Linked DNA regions of Danio rerio: region 2 is linked to region 1. The links are chromatin contacts, called in public Hi-C maps. All regions are on one chromosome and are shown on one strand. Each heading gives the region's core, a stretch centred on a gene start, on an enhancer-like site or on the middle of the called end of the contact. The rest is flanking DNA. Distances are from core to core; before and after follow the strand shown. Region 1 overlaps dip2bb (disco-interacting protein 2 homolog Bb). Region 2 holds the start of dip2bb (disco-interacting protein 2 homolog Bb).

Region 1 (5,712 bases), core at 1,302-3,801:
TATTATTATCGTTATTATTATTATTATTATTATTATCAATATTATTATTATTATTATTATTATTATCATCATTATTATTATCAATATTATTATTATTATTATTATTAAATAAAATGTTCAGTATTGCTGGTTCGAGCCTCGGTTGGGTCAGTTGGCGTTTCTGTGTGGAGTTTACATGTTCTCCCTGCGTTCTCATTGGTTTCCTTCGGGTGCTCCGGTTTCCCCCACAGTCCAAAGACATGTGGTACAGGTGAATTGAGTTGGCCAAATTGTGTTTGGATGTTTCCCAGTGTTGGGTTGTGGCTGGAAGGGCATCCGCTGCGTAAAACAGATGCTGGATAAGTTTGCGGTTTATTTCGTTGTGGCGACCCCAGATTAATAAAGGGACTAAGCTGAAAAGAAAATGAATGAAAAAGTTCAGTAACAGCACATTTTATTTACAATAAACTTTTGTATCGCTAAAAGTCTTTATCGTCAACATTTAATAAATCCTTGCTTTAAATCTTACTGACCTCAAACTTTTGATTTGTTGTGTTTGTATGATTTTAGGTTTAATTATTTGCATTTTTTTGCTATAGCTGGCCATCTTGGGTCCAGGACTGATAAATACCACTGTAGGAGAGTCTGATACATTTAAATACATTCGTACTTCCGCTCTAGTCATGTTTTATGAACTCCCAGGTCAGTTGAAAGAGTGTGTGTGTGTGTGCCAGTGTGTGTTTGTCTCATCCCACCCTGCCTGACCCCAATGCTGGTGTAGGTGTTCCAGTGTCCAGTCGTGTGTCCACTAAGATCCAGCAGCTTCTAAATACACTCAAACGACCCAAACGGCCACCGCTCAGTGAGTTCTTCATGGATGACCAAGAGGAGATTGTGGAAGGTATGTCCATCAGCTCTGAAAGAATGCTAAGAATTGTTGTCAGTGCCTAAAATCCTCCATCATTGAGTGACAAATGCATCTTTTTTCATAAATCTAGCAATGTCCAGAGAACTTAGATTGTGCATTTGAAATGTTTTTAATGAAAATGGTTAAAACTCTGCAGAGGACCAGTATTTTAAAAGAGAATTTCCCCTGCTGTATTCTTTCCAAATAAAAGCCCTGTGGTTTAACAGTTAAAAGCAAAGCATAAATATTAATTTTAAGGGTTTATAAAAATAATAATCATACGTTTATACAAAGTTATAATAATAATAATAATAATATTTTATCTAATATTAATAACTCATTTTAGTAGTCATAGTAAGGGTAGAATTTGCAGTTATAATATTATTGTGATTTTACCATTAATAACTTTTTTTTAAATAAATACAGTTATTGATTTAATTTTAATCATTTACTTCAGTAAAAACAATATTATCATACAATTGTATTATTATATGCATTTATTTATATTTTTATGAATTTTAGTACTCAGGTATATTATAGTCATATTTACACATATAATCTGTATCATTCGATAAAATAAAAACAGTACATTTTAGTAGTCATAGTAGTGGTTCTATAAGTAGTTATATTATAATGTTTTTTACAATAATAATTTTTTTTTCAAAAGAATTTTGGTTATAGATTTAACTTAACATTAATATTTTAATTCAATAATAGGAATATTATACAATTTTATTATTATATGCATTTAATTATATTTTTAATGATTTTTAAAGTTGAACTTTATTATTGTGAAGTTTACACATGTAATCTGTATCATTTGATAAAATATTTAAAATTTATATTAGTAGTCATAGTAGGGGTAGAATAAGTAGTTTTATTATTATAAATTTTACATTAAAAAAAATCATTTAATTTAATATCAACAATATAAGACCATTTTATGATTGTATGCATTTACAAAATTTTTCATGATTTTTTACTATTCAAATGTATATTGTGACATTTATGCATATAATCTGTATAACTGGTAAAATATTAATAACTAATTTTAGTAGTCATAGTAAGGGTAGAATTAGTAGTTATAATATAATTATGATTTTTACTTTAATAACTTACTTTTTTCAAAATAAATACAGTTATTGATTTAATTTTAATCATTTACTTCAGTAATAACAATATTATACAATTTTATTATTATATGCATTTATTTATATTTTTATGAATTTTACTACTCAAATATATTATAGTCATGTTTACTCATATAATCTGTGTAATTTGATAAAATAAAAATAACTAATTTTAGTCATAGTAGTGATTGTATTGGTAGTTATGGTGTTATGGATTTAATTTTAGTCATTTAATTCAGTAATATCAATATTATTATATGCATTTACAATGTTATTATTATAATTATTTTTGTTATGTAACTTATTACCTTCAGCAATTCAGTGGGGATTTAATTATATTATAACAACATTAATAACACATCTTCAAGTTTGGTCGTCTGGCTGCAAAAGCATTGACCCACGTGTTTGTCCTCCTCAGTTCCTCGGGCAGATCCGAACACCCCGAGGCCCGAAGGCCGTCAGATCATCCCGGTGAAGGGTGAGCCGCTGGGTGTGGTCAGTAACTGGCCTCCTGCCCTCCAGGCAGCTTTAGCGCGATGGGGAGCCACACAGGGCAAGAGTCCTGCTCTCACCGCTCTGGACATTACAGGAAAACCACTCTATACACTCACGTTTGGTAAGAAGGAGCAAAACACTTATGCTGATTGAATGCAGATGCTGGCGTTGGTTTTACAGCTGAGTGATTGTGTGTGATTGACAGGGAAACTGTGGAGTCGCAGTGTAAAGCTGGCCTACACGCTCCTCAACAAACTAGGCACCAAAAATGAGCAGATCCTCAAACCAGGAGACAGAGTAAAAACAAACAAACAAACAAAACTATAATTCATGTTTAGATTATTACATGACGATGTTTTGCTGGTGTATAAACGGTTCAGTCATTTGAGTATTTATACTAATGTTATTTTAGTGTGTATGTGCTATTGAAGTAGTCTTTCATATTTTAAATGAGCTTTTATTTTAACGACATTTCAATTTTAATTTGGGTTTTAAAATTCATGCTATGTGTTTAGTGATACTTTAATGATGAGTGATACTAAGCTTTTCACTCCTCTTAGCACACGTGCTGCTGATTATGTGACAATAAAAGTGATTTGATTTGATTAATAGTTTTAAATGTTATTTTTATTAATTAAGCTTTATTTTTATTGTAGTTTAGTTTTAACAGTTTTTTTATTTTTAGTCATTAATATTTTAAATGAGCTTTTATTTATATGTTTGAAGTCTTCATTTGAATTTGGGTTTTAAAATGTATGCTATGTATTTGGTAATACTTGATACTTTTAAATGTTATTTTTATTAAGCTTTATTTTTTTATTGTAGTGTTATTTTAGCAGTTTTTATTACTTTATAATTTTTCAATTTATTTTATGAGTTTTTCATTAGATGTAATGATACATTTCATTTCAGATTTTATTTGTCAATAGTCAAATACAGTACATTAGTTAACATAAACTAAATAAGAATTCTTTTACAGCAATTTTTAATATTTAATAATATTATTCTCTATGAACACATTATTAACAAGAACATAAACATTTATTAACTAACATGTTGCTAAATGCTGTTAAATGCTTTTGCAAGTAACAAATGATATCATTTTAGTTTTACCTAATAAAAGCACTGTCATTTACTTCATATTGTTGTATATATTGATAAAAGCAATGTTTTTTTTTTATTCTGGCATTTTCTTTGAATCATTTGCAAACGTGGCTTTGTTTTTGATTCAGGTGGCGCTGGTGTATCCTAACAGTGACCCCGGTATGTTTTGGGTTGCGTTTTATGGTTGTTTGTTGGCTGAAGTTATTCCTGTCCCCATCGAGGTTCCACTGTCCCGAAAGGTACCAAACATTTGACAAAAATACATTAAATGGAGCTTTCAAAATCCAATAAAGTGTTAACATTTGAACTTGTCATTGCGATGAAACAATTTCCGTGTGTTTTTACAGGATGCTGGGAGCAGCCAGGTTGGCTTTTTGTTAGGCAGCTGTGGTGTGGGTCTGGCTTTGACCAGTGAAATCTGCTTGAAGGGTTTACCAAAAACCCCCACTGGAGAAATACTGCAGTTTAAAGGTCAGAGACTTCAAAGTACTGATCCATTACCTTTCAAAAGCTGGTGAGTGTTGGGAATTTTATATTGGGTTAAGAGTTTTATGTTCTATGTAAATTTGATGGACACAATGATCATAGCAATGCCTTCCAAAATGTCTCTTGGACTAAAATTGAAAGCCAAACCAAACCAAAATGAATACAAATTATTTAGTGATATTATACAGAATTATACACCCTCCTAAATTATTAGGCTCTCTGTATATTTTCCCCCACTTTCTGTTTAATGGAAAGAAGATTTAATAATTTAAGATTAAGATTTAATAACTAATATCTAATAACTGATTGCTTTTTTCTCTCCCATGATGAGGCTATATAATATTTTTACTAGATATTTTTCAAAATACTAGTATTCAATTTAAAGTGCAATTTAAAGGCTTAATTAGGTTAATTATGTTAACTAGGCAAGTTGTGGTAATTAGGCAAGTCATCACAACAGTTTTTTCTGTAGACAACAGGACAAATATTGGGGCTAAAAATTTTGAACTTAATATATATATATATTTTTTTAAGCTGCTTTTATTTTAGCTGAAATAAAACAAATAAGACTTTCTCCTGAAGAAAAAATATTATAGGAAATACTGTGAACAATTCCTTGCTCTGTTAAACATCATTTAGGAAATATTTGAAAAAGAAAAAAATTACAGGAGAGCTAATTATTTTGAATTCAACTGTATAACGTTTGCTATATATTAAATTGTGAAGACGTTTTTCAGTTGAGCGAAAGTCCGTGACGGTCTGACAAGTTTCAAATGGTTCACCATAAAAGAGGAATTTGTTACAATACAGTCATGCAATGGCTGATCTGCCCCAAAATGAACACATTTGATCTTGGCCTGAACACATCTACAGTACATGACAATATTAATCTACAGTAATAGCACCACCTGCTGACAACAGGAAATATTTTGTACGCTACCACAAACAATGTCCAATCTGGGAAATGGGAAAATGTACCTTTTGGCTTTACTGTCTATCCTAATCGAAAGGAAAATTTTTTCATATCTTCATTAATTTTCCTCTGGCTTAGTTAGAAATGAACCACCAACTATTCAGGCATGTGTTTTACGCAGTGGATGCCCTTTTAGCTGCAGGCCAGTAATGGAAAGGAAATTGCATTCATTCATTTATTTTCCTTCAGCTTAGTCCCTTTATTTATCAGGGGTCACCACCGTGGAATGAACCGCCAACTTATCCAGCAATTGTTTTACGCAGCGGATGCCCTTCCAGTTGCAACCCAGTGCTGGGAAACATCCATAAACACTCATTCACACTCATACTCTACGGCCAGTTTAGTTTATTTAATTCACCTATAGCGCATGTCTTTAGACTGTGGGGGAAACCGGAGCACCCAGAGGAAACCCACAACAAACACGGGAAGAACATGCAAACTCCACACTGAAATACCAACTGACCCAGCCAGGGCTTGAACCAACGACCTTCTTGCTGTGAGGCGAATGTGCTACCCATTGTGCCAACGTACAGCCCTAAATGAAAATTTACTAATAAGAATTGTAGGATATTGCTGACTGAAATAAGCTTGTACATCACCAGTATCAAAGACTCTCTAAACAAGAAAGCCCTACGCAC
Region 2 (5,712 bases), core at 1,927-4,426, 40 kb before region 1:
CTGCCACCAACATGGCAGTAAGTTTATACTTGTGTTTGTTTCAAATAAAACCATCTGTGTGTGTGTGACAGGTTTTTGAATTGAATCAGAATGGTGTTCAACTGATGAAAACGATGATAGATCATTATTTTGGTTTGGTTTACTTTGTGTGTTTGAGGAGGGAGACAGTGTGTCTGAGGCGGGAGGGGACTTCACTCCTGAAAAGTGTGTCCAGCAGGTGCTTCTCACAGAGACCAGGTACAGATTCTGAACACAAACACACACTACAGACTGATACTGCTCACATACCTCATATACCCCAATAAATGTACACACATATGTTTATATTGATGTATTGTGGAATGCTAATCATCCATATTCATGCTTGTGATGTGTTTTTTTTTTAAAGCTCAAAGCCACCAAAAATTGGGCGACTTGAGCGTCTGAGAAGACGATTTTTGCATTTTTGGCAAAAATTTGGCTCCCGCAATGGCAGGCGCAAAGTGGAAGATGGTGAACAACCCTCTGGGGCTGGTGATGTTCAATGCAAGTCTCCACAGCCAGTGAGAGACTGAGGGATGGTGAGAGTCACCAGTAAATAAAGGGGTCGGTGAGGGTCACCAGAAGGCACAGACGTTGGTGAGGGTCACCAAGTGAAACTGAGAGCTGGTAAGGGTCGCCAGAAGTCAATGGAGCCGATGAGGTAAACTGAAAGTGAAGCTGTGGTGAGGATTTCTGAATGAGACCAGTGCGATGCAGTGTGGTGATGCTCATCAGAAAGCAATGCGTGCTGTTGAGGATCACTGGAGCTGCTGGATGTGAGGTGCAATCACAGATTTGATTATGAAGACAAAGACAAGGCAGATGCTGATTCTGAATCAGAAGCTGTCTGAAATAAAGCTTGTCATCTTCAGTCAGTTGGTGTCTCTCTCTGTCTTTATGTCTGCATACTCTATACGTATGTTTTTTTGTACTCAAATGTTCATATCCTTAAATGGATTAACAACATCATAAACATGGGTGTTACAAAACCGTTCACATAAGAACACCCTAAACCTGATAAATTAACAGCAACTAACTGCATTGATATTTTAAGTGTGCAAAAGTGTAAATGTTTTATCATGATGTATTTTAATTAACTTTTATATTTAATATTTGGATAATTTTTTTCTAGCTTTTAATTTAAGTTCTGAAACCACCCTAATTATGGCATTGGGTTTTACACAAAAATAGACTGTAGCATCATGAACAACATTTGTTAGTCTGCTATTGAAATTCTACATAAACAAATACAATAATAATGATGAAATCATGTCAATCGTTGCAACTATTACCTCAAATACAGTAACACGAGTAACACTGTCACCGATACTCATTGTGCAGAAAATCCCTGTCATTCACTATTAATATAGTCTCATGTTTAGTGGGTGTGTCAAAAATGTCCAATCAGCAGCAATGTGTATATAAAGCACATGCTATAAAGATCATACAACTTGTTTTGGATGTAAGTGGATTATCCTTCACCTGAAATGAATTATCATGTCATCCATAAGTGCAAAGCTAATGTTGGATCACAATAATTAATTTCCAATTCGCCTTTACTCAATATGATATTCTCATTCTAGATGGCAAAAGGACATTGACTGTAACATCAATCATATATTGCAGTAATATAGTGCTTGTAAAATCAAAAGAAAGCTTTTTAGACGTTTGTATCAATATGTTAGTTCTTTTTTCATAACTTTTTTTATTTTGAAGAGGAAAAAAATGACAGAAGGGGAAAAATAGAAACAAAAACAAGGAACTAAGCAGTTGTCATATGGGTTATAAAATAAAGTCATAATACATTTGAAGTACATTATCACAAATTGTTTACAATCAGTTTGTCACTAGTGACAATGTTAATTTCTGATATCATTCATTCATTCATTCATTTTTTTTGGCTTAGTCCAGCACGTCTTTTACGCAGCGGATGCCCTTCCAGCCGCAACCCTTCACTGGGAAACTCATTCACACTCATAAACTATGGACAATTTAGCCTACCCAATTCACCTGTACTGCATGTCTTTGGACTGTGGGGGAAAACGGAGCACCCGGAGGATACATGCAAACTCCAGACAGAAATGCCAACTGACCCAGCCGAGGCTCGAAATAGCGACCTTCTTGCTGTGAGCCGACAGCACTACCCACTGCGTCTCCTAATTTCTGATATCATGAATGTAATTGTTATTAGTCAAATTAGTAATTGTTGACATAAAAAATTTGTTTCCTAATTGTTGATATCAGAAATACATTTTTAGATATTAGAAATAAAAAATGTAACATGTTGAAATATAATTGCAGATATCAAGAATTAACATTTCAACAAGTGAAATTAAGTTTTTGATATCAGGAATTGACATTTTTACTAGTAACAATATAATTCTTGAGATCAACAATTTAGTTTCTGATATCAGGAATGCAGACTTGATATCAACAATTTACTTGTTGATATCAAGAATTACATTTTTGATATCAAAACTGCATATACTGAGAATAAATTAAGTCAAAACGGCTGAACATTATTTTTTGATGTCAACAATTACATTTTTGATATTAAAAAAGCTGATTTTTGATATCAGGAATTGCATAACCACTAGTACAAACCTGAATTCTTGATATCAAAAATGACATCATTACGAAAACATTCATGATATCAAAAATGAAATTTTAACTAGTAATAAACATATTTCTTGATAACTGTAACTTAATTTTTATTAACTAATTATTTTTAAAACTACATTTAAGAATCTGATAAACCAAAATAACAACGTAGTAAGGTAGTTAACCCGAAATACAAATAATTCGGTTATTTATTCACTCCTACCTTGTTTAAAAGCTCATTTTTTTTTGACAACCTTGCCTTGCCATAAAGTAGCGTTGTGGAAAAGAGCTGCGTGAAGGTTCTTCAGAATATCTCATTTTGTGCTTCACGTGAAGAAACTCAACCTACTTATTTAGAAAACAAATGTGAGTGAATAATTTAGGGCAAATTAATATTATTCAATGTAAAGCCATTCACTAGAACTATGGCAGTGTTTGATTTCATGGTGTTACATGAGATAAAGATTCTCTCTCGCCACAGCAGAGGGAGCAAACCCGCCGCGGCTGCAGAGCTCAGACTCCTCATCCCGAGCGCTGGTCATGTGACTCTCCCATCGGTAGGGATTTCTCTCTCGGCATGGCGGAGGTGATGGAGCTCGGTCTGCTTTCTAACACCAGTCGTTATACACTGTGAGGAGGACACGGGTGTTTTTGTTGTCGGGAAACCGCTCTGCGCCTTTCTTTCCTCGCGGTTTCGGGCCATAATGGCGGAGCGCGGTGTGGATGTGTCCGCTCTCCCGCAAGAGGTCCGGGAGCAGCTCGCTGAACTGGACCTGGAGCTGTCTGAGGGTAAGCCTTTAAACAACGGCGACGCTTCTCCCTTGTCTTAATGTGTGCTTTTGGATGGATATGTGTTGATTTGTCAGGATCAGTCGTGCATCCTCGGTGCGAGCATCACACAGAGAGATAGAGGAAGAGAGAGAGACGCACACACATACAGGTTCCGTGATGGTGATGATGCTTCAATGTCGCCGCCGCTCGCGGAAACATACTGACCTCTTTTTCAGCACCTCATTGCTTTGACGTCGCGTTTTTCGCATTTGAAACCTATATTCCGCTTGGTGTTTCTCTTTAATTGTTCTGACATCGCCTTAAAAGCTTTGGTTATCTGCTGTTACATTGTGTAAAACAAAAACACAGTGTCTGTGAAGCATAATTATGTGCTTATTTACAGGCCACGGTGATTCTGCATATGTGTTCTCTCTTCATGACTTGACCAACTAGCAGAGTTTAACGGTAGTTTTGCGTTTGGTAGTTATTTCTATGTTAGCCTAATGAACACATATTTAAATGAGTAAACAATAGCTTTAGTAATAGTCACTCGCTCTCTATTTCTATAACCCATATTGCTGATGTTATAGTTTATAGGAAATCAATAATGGGTATACTAAAATTCATCCAAAGAATCAATGCTTTATTAATGAACGAAGTGCTTCACACATTGACTGTGCTATTAATAGACATACATACCTTTTTTCTTCATACACAATCATCAACACCCATGTAGATTCAATGAGAGGTCATGTATGGCAAGCTAATTTAACATTCAGGGTGGTTTAATTAGTTGGTACTTCACTAGCACTTATTTCTTTCAACTAATAATAAGTGAATACTAACTTGTATCTTTTACTAGTATACATAAGACGCTGTTACTTATTCCTTTTCAAGTTATCTTGAATTCTACCAATGTTTATGGTTTATTATAACAGTATTTGTTAATTAAGATATACATTATGATTAGTAAATTACAACATAAACATAAACTAGGGATGCTCCTATCAGGATTTTTGCAATTGAGACCGAGTACTGATTCTTTGTCATAATGATCGGCCGATACAGAGTACCAATTCTCATTTTTTATAATGCATAAAACACATTTTCCCTTTAAAATCTCTTCTTACCTAAGAGAATAAACTAAGGATGTTGCATATAATGCCTTAAACACGTCACTTATAAGCATTTAGGTGTGAACATGTCACAGCTTTACAGAACATAATAGATAACACAGACAAAAAAAATGGTGAGATGAGTAACAATGCAATTTGGAAACAACATGTCTGAATCAAGAAACATTTTGAAGAGCATATTTAATGCATAAGAAGCTAAAATGCAAACCTATAAATCCATTACTTCTTCACTAAAAGGAAATAGGCCTATAAACTACTGTCAGGGCGGATCTAGTCATTTGGTTGGCCATAAGCAATTCCAGCCATGCTGCCTAAAAGTCCTGAAATGCACCCTTTCTACTTTTATTTCATTTTTATTTATTTAGCTGTTTTTATATCACTCAAACTTCTTTTCTATGTTGTATTTTAATGCAATCTTTAAATTAAAAAATTTATTTTAAAATAAAAATAAAAAATGTATAATTTTGACTGCTGGATAGCTTCATGACTGGAACAATTTGTGCAGATGTAATAATAATATTTTATTTTATAATACACAACAACATTATTATATTGATATTAAATTTTAATTTATGTTAAATAAAATTTAATTATGCTAGAATTTCATTTGTTTGACTTTCATCATACAAAATATGATAGAAAACAACATTATATAAAGTTTATAGGTATAATTTATACTTCTAGATATTTAAGCGGCCACTTACCTCGCTTAATATAATTATAAGTATAATATAATATAATATAATATAATATAATATAATATAATATAATATTATAAGTAAACTTGCGATATTGTCAAAAACACAGAATTTTCAGTTGTTATATGTAAAAAGGCCTAAATACATGCAATGTCATTCAAATATTTTGCTGATCTCCAAGTAACACAAACACCTGCGATCGGTTCATGAGATCAGATCAGCGAGTACGGATTGAGTCATAAATATGATTATGGGCCGATAGTGAACTTTGGCCGATTGATCTGAGCATCCCTAATGGAAACGTAAATGACGTTTTTGTGTGTACTATTAAGCATTAAATATGCCTTGACTACATGTTAAAATTACCGTAATCACAGGATTTCGACTAGTAAAAGAACTCCAATTAATTCCAATTCTTTTTAATTGATATTTTTGAAAGCTATGTCTTGTACCATGTGACTGCTCCACCACGTTATAATTGCAAA

The links. Hi-C and Micro-C count contacts between places; a contact is called where the count stands out from the background.
Region 2: a contact with region 1 is called in a Hi-C map of an unstated tissue, with 2.8 times the contacts expected there. The contact joins the promoter of dip2bb here to the enhancer-like site in region 1. A contact is called at or near these places in 2 of 18 Hi-C or Micro-C datasets (caudal fin and an unstated tissue).

Annotation. Positions count from the first base shown.
Region 1 is chr6:42,113,775-42,119,486 of GRCz12tu, reverse strand. It overlaps dip2bb (disco-interacting protein 2 homolog Bb), which reads left to right. Exons shown (of 38, transcript XM_073954378.1): 7 at 761-880; 8 at 2,435-2,632; 9 at 2,717-2,808; 10 at 3,744-3,854; 11 at 3,963-4,086. Among named protein-coding and RNA genes, the nearest start is that of si:dkeyp-80d11.1, 33 kb to the right of the region's middle. Within about 2 kb of position 2,551, at least 3 of the 62 cell types and tissues checked have an H3K27ac peak or open chromatin away from gene starts, as enhancers often do.
Region 2 is chr6:42,153,967-42,159,678 of GRCz12tu, reverse strand. dip2bb (disco-interacting protein 2 homolog Bb) reads left to right here and starts at 3,176. Exons shown (of 38, transcript XM_073954378.1): 1 at 3,176-3,411. The coding sequence starts at 3,327. It overlaps LOC797114 (rho GTPase-activating protein 1-like), which reads left to right. Exons shown (of 7, transcript XM_073954397.1): 5 at 1-17; 6 at 158-237; 7 at 389-896. The coding sequence ends at 554.